Linked DNA regions of Capsicum annuum: region 2 is linked to region 1. Evidence: chromatin contacts called from public Hi-C data. All regions are on one chromosome and are shown on one strand. Each heading gives the region's core, a stretch centred on a gene start, on an enhancer-like site or on the middle of the called end of the contact. The rest is flanking DNA. Distances are from core to core; before and after follow the strand shown. Region 1 holds the start of LOC107849141. Region 2 holds the start of LOC107850409 (probable protein phosphatase 2C 60).

What was found. Hi-C and Micro-C count contacts between places; a contact is called where the count stands out from the background.
Region 2: a Hi-C map of leaf shows a contact between it and region 1, with 2.3 times the contacts expected there. The contact joins the promoter of LOC107850409 here to the promoter of LOC107849141 in region 1. A contact is called at or near these places in 2 of 5 Hi-C or Micro-C datasets (bud and leaf).

Annotation. Positions count from the first base shown.
Region 1 is chr12:173,806,503-173,811,069 of UCD10Xv1.1, reverse strand. LOC107849141 reads left to right here and starts at 2,086. Exons shown (of 2, transcript XM_047401067.1): 1 at 2,086-2,631; 2 at 2,857-4,567. The coding sequence starts at 3,337.
Region 2 is chr12:174,155,194-174,159,760 of UCD10Xv1.1, reverse strand. It overlaps LOC107850409 (probable protein phosphatase 2C 60), which reads right to left and starts at 2,280. Exons shown (of 11, transcript XM_016694905.2): 1 at 2,134-2,280. The coding sequence starts at 2,253.

The DNA.
Region 1 (4,567 bases), core at 837-3,336:
AAGATAAAATGTCCAGAATACCCCTAACTTAAAACTGTAAAAATACCGTGGGTGGTTACAAGTCGATCACGTGAATTGTGTCCACAACATACGACTCGTACCATTGTGGTGTCATTAATACAGTGAGTTAGACACCCACACACTGTCCACCATATGATTCAACTATACAACTCATACCCTATCCTCACGGCTCTTAGTGAGCCACTCGTACTAAGATCCAAGTCAAGTCACTAAGTTTATAATTTGATAAAGGATCGTCCTAATGACCCATCACCACCTGTAATGACTCGTACAATTAAATCGTAACCATAACAGAAACCCAACAAACATCCACTGGACACCTAATGATTCGGGTCACCTGACCTGTACCCACACCATACAACTCGTATGGTTAAGTCTTCAGCAGATTAGTGAGCTCAAAGCTCAGAAATTCTCCAAGGGCCAAAACCCAGGATATTTCACATTTGATCCAACACTTTTAAGATATGCATTTATGTAGGATGACATACTTAAACTGTCAAGCCTCTATTTAGCTTAGGCTTAAGTGAAAATCCATTCACTCGAGGCCAACAATTTGTAAAAAAGACTCAATCTATACATATTAGGGCTTAACAATACCAATTACATGCTTAACAAGAACAATTCATATTTAAATAAGTCATAATTAAGTTCACACTACACCATTCTTAAATTGAAGTGAAGTCTTGAGTAATCCATTTATTCTATACATTCAATAATTCATAAGTACAAATAAAAAATAGTTCAATAAGTATTTTAATTATCTATGACTATCTAATATATTAAGTTCATTTAGTTATATCTAATTCACCATCTTCATCAACCACTATTAATATCCATTTTTAGGGTATTCACTATTTGAAAATAATTAAGTAATGTCGAGTCACACAAACCCCTTGTGAGGTCTGATGGCTTGCTCGATATCCTCTTGTAACCTCAACACGATGGATAAAATTGTCCTGTCTCATCCCTCGACCATATAGCAGTCTCCTCATGGTACAAACTCATCATAAAGGATTTTATGAGATCTTTTGTTCCATCTTCTCTTTTTTAACTCAATTTTTAAGTCATAACATCCATGCAACTCACTTCGAAATCATTTCCCAACACACTTATTGATATATTTACTATCATTGGACATATAATTTTAATTTTCACCATATTAGTCATTAACTAAAAATGGATTAACACTTTAAAAAGTGTAATTATTTCTTCGGGGTTTTATAGTTTAGATCTGATGGGGAGATTCATCAATCAACTAGATCGACTTTAGGTTTAAGGTCTATGGTATGGTCCATGCCCGCCCTTTTATGTGATGTAATCACACCCGTATCTGCCTATGTTTCCGAATTGGTTAAGTTCATAAATTTTCAAGTTATTTGAGAAACATTTAAATGAACAATGGTGGTCAAATATTCAGTAAATAGTGTTGTGTGTTTTGGCTAGGGGCGCACAAAAATTGATTAAACTGATAAACTAATTAAAAAAAATGTTCATGATTTAATGCTATCGGGTTATGGGCTAATAACTAATTAAAAAAAATGTTCATGATTTAATGCTATCGGGTTATGGGCTAATAATTTTAAATGGTTTAGTAATTTTCTTATTGGACTATAGATTCGATTTTCAATTTTGTATTTTAAGATTTTAGTTAATGGTTAAATAGATAACTCAATAAGATTATTTTAAAACTATATTTTGTTTATATAATAGTGATTTTAGATTTTAAATACATACCTTCTTGTTTTTTGTATTTTATATGATGTTGTGTTGGTGCAAACTTTATGCATGTAAATGAAATAAGATAAAGTAAAAGAAAATAGAGAAATATTTTCTTATCGATTAAACTGAAAACCTAACCGATAAAAATCAAAACCAACTAATCAAAAACTGATAACCAATATTTTATTAATTTAGTGTGTTTATAAATCGAAAATCGATTTCCAGGCCTAATTCTTTAATAATCACTTCAGCTCTTTCATACTTCTGACGTCGACTCATCTTGCTTGGAAGTCTTAAGAATGCAGCAAAAACGAAGGCTACCTCTAGTTCCCCTAGTTTTGAACTTTGACTTACTTTTGGATCAGACCAAATTACTTTGTTCATCATCTTTAGAATAGAATTTTCCATTCCTATGTAGGTACTAGCAATTAGTAAAGGACTGCTTGACTGGTGTAAACATCTATACAAGTGCTCAACTAAATCCTCTAAGCAGTTTATAGAATTTTCTCTTTAGAAGAATCTTTCTTTTTTCTTACAAAATATGTACAAACTTTGAGCAAATATTTCCTCTTACCTAACTTTACCCACGCGCAGTTAGTACTACCAATCCCACGTCTCTACAAATACTCAATCAGCAATCACGTGCCACAACACGAGAAATATAGAGCGTGACAATATGTTCTTGCACGCGAGTGAGTAAGAAAGGAGAGAAAAAATGTTTAAGAAAAGCACAAGAACAAAGAAAGTTCGATTCAGGAAAGAAGAGAAAGACAGAGAAAGAGGGGAAGGTAGGTATTGTCAATTCTTGATTCAGAATTGTGATTTTCTGGAGAAGAATATATTGAAATGCAGAGCGATGGAAGAGAAAGCTACATGAGTATCAAGAAACAAGTAAGAGTTGAAAAGCATTTGTTTTTCTATACTTTGTGAATCTGAATTGGTCCAATAAGGTCAAAAGTGTCCACTTTCATCCGTATGAACTCTTATTTCTCTCACCCTTTAAGTATAAATCTCTGTTCTTTCATCCCAATTTCATGTAGAATGAATTTGAACTTGAAGTGTGAAGCTTCAAGCTTTGAAGTTTTAGATAAAAAGTGACATTTTGGGTATGCTTAGGTTTGCTCTGGAATTCTTGGAAGTTTCAACTTATTGAATTGGGAATAAAGTTGTGGCTTTACTTGGAATTACAGCGAGGTGTTCTTGCTGGAAATGGAGAGTTTTTATTAAGTAACAATAGTTTTGATGGTATTTTAGGCATGGAGTCTTATTAGGGACTTGGGATTTATACTTTCTCGAGATTGGGTTTTGGAGGGAGATTTAGTTGAGAATTTGGATTTCTGTTGGAGACCTCACTCAGCCCTTTTAAATCTAATACTGTTACAAGTTGGGATTTTGGAGATTGGATTTGATTTGGCAACGCAAATATTACTATTACAGGAATTCAATGTAGTTTCCAAGTAAGCTTTTTGGAGTTGGGAGGAATAAACCCTAATTTTAGTTGTGGAATTGGGTTCTGGTCCTGACATTCTCTGTTTTCAACCAGTAGGAACTATATAGTCTTTGCTTCTTTTGTATGGGATTTATGTTCTGACAGATATGCAACCTCCACATCAGCATTCACGGATCAATCTTGCCGAATTGAAAGCTCAAATAGTGAGGAAACTCGGACCAGATGGGTCGAAACAGTACTTCTATTACTTAAATAGGTTGCTAAGCTTGAAAATAAGAAAGGGTGAGTTCAGTAAGATTTGTCTTAGGATCTTCGGGAGAGATAACATTGCACTGCACAATCAGTTTATCTGTTCTATTTTGAAAAATGCATGTAATGCAAAAGTTCCACCATCAAGAGATAATAAGTTTTTGAAGCCTAATATAGTGCTTGGTAGTAATGAGGCTTCAAATGACTCTTATGAGCAAAATGGATCACGCGTTTCCTTGAGACACTCTTCAAATCAACCCGGTTTGTCAAATGGGAACATTCTGCCATCATCTCCACGAAAGGCCAGAACAGGCTTGCATGGTCATAGAGCTGGGGATCTCCACAGTGCGCTTGGACCAAATGAAAAAAGTAATTTTACTTTTCAACAATCAACGACAGAATCGAGTGATTTTGATGTTACTAAGAAAAATGGTGACTTGAATCCCCTTGATGGTTTGATGGCTGTACATCACAATCCAGGACTCACACAACGATCAGAGGAGGGAAGGGAGGCATCAAGCCAAGAAGCAGCCAAACTTACTTTAACAAAGAGACCTGTTGAAGGTCCAGTTTCTGTACATAACAAACAACAGGCTAGAGGTGATGGGAAAGAGATGCATTCTAGGAGACAACTACAAGCTCCGTTTGGAGTTCCATTCTACTCTGTTAGTGTAGGTGGATCACATAGAGTATTATCTTTGGCAACAGTTAGTAAATGTATTAGCTCTTCTCGTTTTGGTGCTTTATTGGACACCATGACATTGAGGGAACGCATGGAGCAGATTGCTGCAGAACAGGGCCTCGAAGGGGTGGCAAATGATTGTGTCAATCTTGTGAACAATGGTTTAGATTCTTACTTAAAAGGTTTAATCAGATCTTGTGTTCGACTTTTGGGTGCAAGGTGTGGGCATGAGCCCGCTCATATCAGCAAAACGAAGCAGCCGACCTATACGAAGTCTGTCAATGGTCTCAGACCAGGCCATCATTTTCAGGTGAGTAGCGATAGATCTTCAGAAGTCATGCAAGAACAGGTTCCGCACAGCCTTATATCACTGCAAGATTTTAGAGTTGCGATGGAGCTAAACCCACAGCAACTTGGCAAAGATTGGCCATTGCTCTTGGAGAAAG
Region 2 (4,567 bases), core at 1,031-3,530, 350 kb before region 1:
AAATGTTAATAAAAAAAGGGCAGCCCGGTGCACTAAAGCTACCGCTATGTGCTGTGTCCGAGGAAGGGCCCCACCACAAGGGTGTATCGTACGCAACCTTACCTTGCATTTCTGTCAGAGGCTGTTTCCAAGGTTGTTTCCAAGGCTTGAAATTTAAAATGTTAATAGAAGTGCATATATATTATACATGGTATTGGAAGAAACTTTTAAGTAATGGTTGAAAATTACTATGATAGAAAAAGAATTTAAAATTTGAATAGTTTAAAGGGGAGCCTTGGATTAACTCGTAAAGTTGCTGCCATGTGATCGGGAGGACATGAGTTCAAGCCTTGGAAACAGCCTCTGGCGGAAATGCAAGGTACGGCAGCGTACAATAGATCCTTGCGGTCGGACCCTTCCCGGGACCTGCGCAGCGTAGGAGCTTTAGTGCACCGGGCTGCCCTTTAGTTTAAAGAACTTAAATTCTTGAAAATCGTGAACATTGTATATAAATGGCATTGCATCAAAAAATTCTGGATGTCCCACAAAAGGAGAAAGTTTGATATAAAATGGAAGGTGAAGGAGTACTATACTGAATCTAATAACATTTAAAGGGATATTCTTTGATTCTTGTCTTAATTCCCAGATGTCTTAACATTTAACATATAAGAAAGGTAGCAACTGCTTCAAAGTTATACACTATGAAACCTAAAAAGGGAAAGAACACAAAAACCAATGGAAGGTGAGGGAGCACTAAATAAGCTACTGAATCATATAACATTTGAAGGGATACTCTTTGATTCTTGTCTTAATTCCCAGATGTCTTAACATTTAACAAATAAGAATGGTAGCAACTGCTTCAAAGTTATACACTATGAAACCTAAAAAGGGAAAGAACACAAAAAACGGACGGTTGAAACAGCTGTTGTTAAAAAAATTAAGTACCATGCAAACTAAGCCTGGTATTTAATTGGAGAAGGATAAAAGAGCGGACCCATTATCCCAGAGTTTCGAAAGTTTTGATTGATCCTAAGAACTGGCCACATGGATTTCTCAATTATATATAAAAAAAAATATGTACCCCCTCCATCCCAACGGTTGGAATTTCAAGATTCAAACTTTTAAACTTTGACGGTGAATTCGGACATAGAAGCTTTAAGTTGTTTGAAATAAAATTTGTATATTTGAAAACTACGTAAAAAATACTATATATTACAATGATTAACAACTTAAAATATTTAAAAGGCATATAAGGAAATTCCAATCAAAGAAAAACTTAGTTGACTATCCAAATTCCAATTGTGCCACATAAATTAGGAAAGAGGGGGTATGCCACATAAATTAGGAAAGAGGGGGTATCATTATCGTTTTTCTATTTCTCAGAATAAGATAGATCAACGCAATAACACAATTCTTTTTCGGCATAATGCATAAACATGCCTTTTAATTTGGCCTCGGTTGGAATCTATGCCCTCCAACATTGAGTGTGCACAAATAGATACTAAACTATCATAAAGCTGAACAAATAGACACGTGTCCTACATGGCAAATCTAGATTTAAACAAGTAGACACACGCATCCTACGTGACAAATCTAGTAGGACGCGTGTGTCAACTCACACACGTTCAAATTTATGATAGTTTACGTGCCAATTTGTGCACACCCAGAGTTGGAGTGCATAAATTTACGCTGAAGTCAAGTTAAAGGGCATTTTTAAGTATCTGCATTCTTTTTCTGTTGCTGAGATATGATGCATCAATAATCTTTTATCAAGTGTAAAACACTAAAAGAAGAACAGTTTTATACTATGAAGAGCCAGAATAACATAGCAGCATTGAACAGATAACTTAAAACAGAATTGGCGATGCAATCGGTCTCTTGACACGATAAATGATTACATAATACAAGAATAAGTTTTATGGAAGTAAATTTCAATAGTTTAAGCTAATTGAAACATCATAGGAAAGTAAATTCAGTATGTTTTAAATTACGATGATTCAAATAACTATACAGTTTCACAAGTACAATTAAGCTGAAAAATTGCAAAATTGTTACCAGTTCCTGTATAAAGATGGGTCGCTTAAATTGAAGAGAGACAGAGAATCAAAAGGGAAATAATTGGCAAGTGTGCATTAGGGTTTGGAAGAAACTCACTCGCCCAATGTCGAAGCCGGTATTCGCAGAGAAATGATTTAGAGATCGTTTAGCTAAGAAGCGGCTAACCGGGGGTGCATGACACCACTTTTTCATGATTTTTATATTTTTTTGTTTCATAATAGTCTTCCTAACATTATCCGGAATTGAATGAAAATAAAAAATTTCATACATAGATATATATACTAGTCGGCTCACGCCGTGCTAAGCACGGTCCAATGTTGATCCTTAAAAATTCTACGTTATATATAATTCTATCATTTAATTAAAAGTTCATTTGTTTGATTGATAAATTCTAAGTTAGGCATATCATATTATATTTAGATTGTTGAAATTTGTGCAACGATATTTTAAGTTGTTCAAACTTTTGTGACATTGATAGTCAATTAGATTTTTAAAATTATTTAAGTTTTTAATTATTGTGATTTATAATATTTTTTTCTTCTATTCGACTAATTAGAAGTGACATAGTAAAATTATTACAAAAAATATTTGTGAATTTTTTTTAAGTGGTCTCATATAAGACGTCAAGTTAATTTAAAACATCAAAAATTAATTTATCATTTTACGTCTATTTTACACTTTTTATTAAATATTATTAATTTTTTAATACTTAAATGACTTAAAATGATTAAGTATGAATAATATAGTAAAATTACGATTGAATTAGTTGAAACAATCATGTCATAAATATCTATTTTAGTTTTTTATTAAATATTATTAATTTTTTAATACATAAATGACTTATAATAATTATTTAGGAATAATGTAGTAAAATCACGATTAAAGTAGCTGAAGCAGGTATGTCGACCATGAGTAGCCTATTTCAACTGCTTATTATCACTTCTTATATGGGATACTAATAATATAACTTTTTAATGCTTAAATAACCATAATAAGTAATTAGGGATGATATAGTAAAATCACGATTGAAGCCATGAAATAAACATGTATTTGAAGTGATATAACATAATAACTAAGAAAATTACTTGTGAAAAATAATCTAAGTGGGCCTCATATAACACGTTAAGCTAATTTAAAATATCAAGAGCTAATTTATTATTTTATGTCTATTTCATTTTTTTTTATTAAATACTATTAATTTTTTAATACCTAGAAGACTTATAATAATTAATTGGGGGTGATATGATAAAATTACGGTTGAAACAGCTGAAGCAGACATGTTAGAAATATTTATTTTACTTAATTATATTAAATATTATTATTTTTCTAATACGTAAATAACTTATAATAATTAATTAAGGATGATACAATAAAAATACGGTTGAAGCAGCTGAAGCAGGCATGTCGACCTGCTGTCTGTTTCAGCACTCAAACTCCCTCTTATATATAACTAATAATAATAATAATAATAATAATAATAATAATAATAATATATATATATATATATCTAGTTTAGTTTACATGCTTTGCACGTGTAACTTGCATCAATAAATAAAATTATATATAAATACAAAAATAATTAAAAATGGCAATGATGCTAAAATAAATTTATGTATATTCAAATGATGTAAATAAATATTGTATATCAAATATGTCATTGTACGTTGTATAAAATTAAAGATCATGCTTCATGCAAATCAATTATTAATTTTGTATAATTCATATATAATCTTTAAAGCAATTAACTGAAAAAAATAATGCAAGGAGATAACTAAACATAGATGGAGTACAAAAACAGACCATATATGATGTAATGAAAAATTATAAAATAACCCACCATGAAAAAAGAAAGAGACTATTAATTATTCAATTCTTTCAAATAAAGTAGGAATGCATGCAAAACAACTGATTAAATATTGTTCTCTTTATCTTTAGGTCTAAACCCTTGAAGAAAGGTTTATAAATAAATCAACCAACCAAAAAATTGAACCCTAGTACCATTCTCTTTTTTTATGCCAATATTAAACGTTTTCTTTTTATTTTTTCTTTAAAACCCCTATGATAATTCCTACACTAATTAAAACTTACTCAAATCACAAAAAATTTATCTCTTCAATTATAAGTTACATACAAAATTCACAAAAAAAGTGTTTCTCAATGAGCAATTGTTTATCAAGAATACATGATAATTTATTTTATAAATTTTAAGAACATATTAAAAATTCTAGAAAACTTACCTCAAATCACAAACAAATTTATCTCTATAATCGCATTTACTGTCAAAATTGTAAATATCAAGAACATGCTAAAACATTAGAAAACTCACCTCACATCATATATCGAGATTTCACAAAAAGAAGACTTTCAATGAGTAATTGTTTATCAAAAAATACAAGATAATTTATTTATTATAAATTTTAAAATCATACTAAAATTTTTAAAACTTATCTCAAATCATATAAAAATTTATTTACATTAATAAAAAATTTCTATATCTAACCCTATTTTTTCTCTACATGTTGTAGGTTTG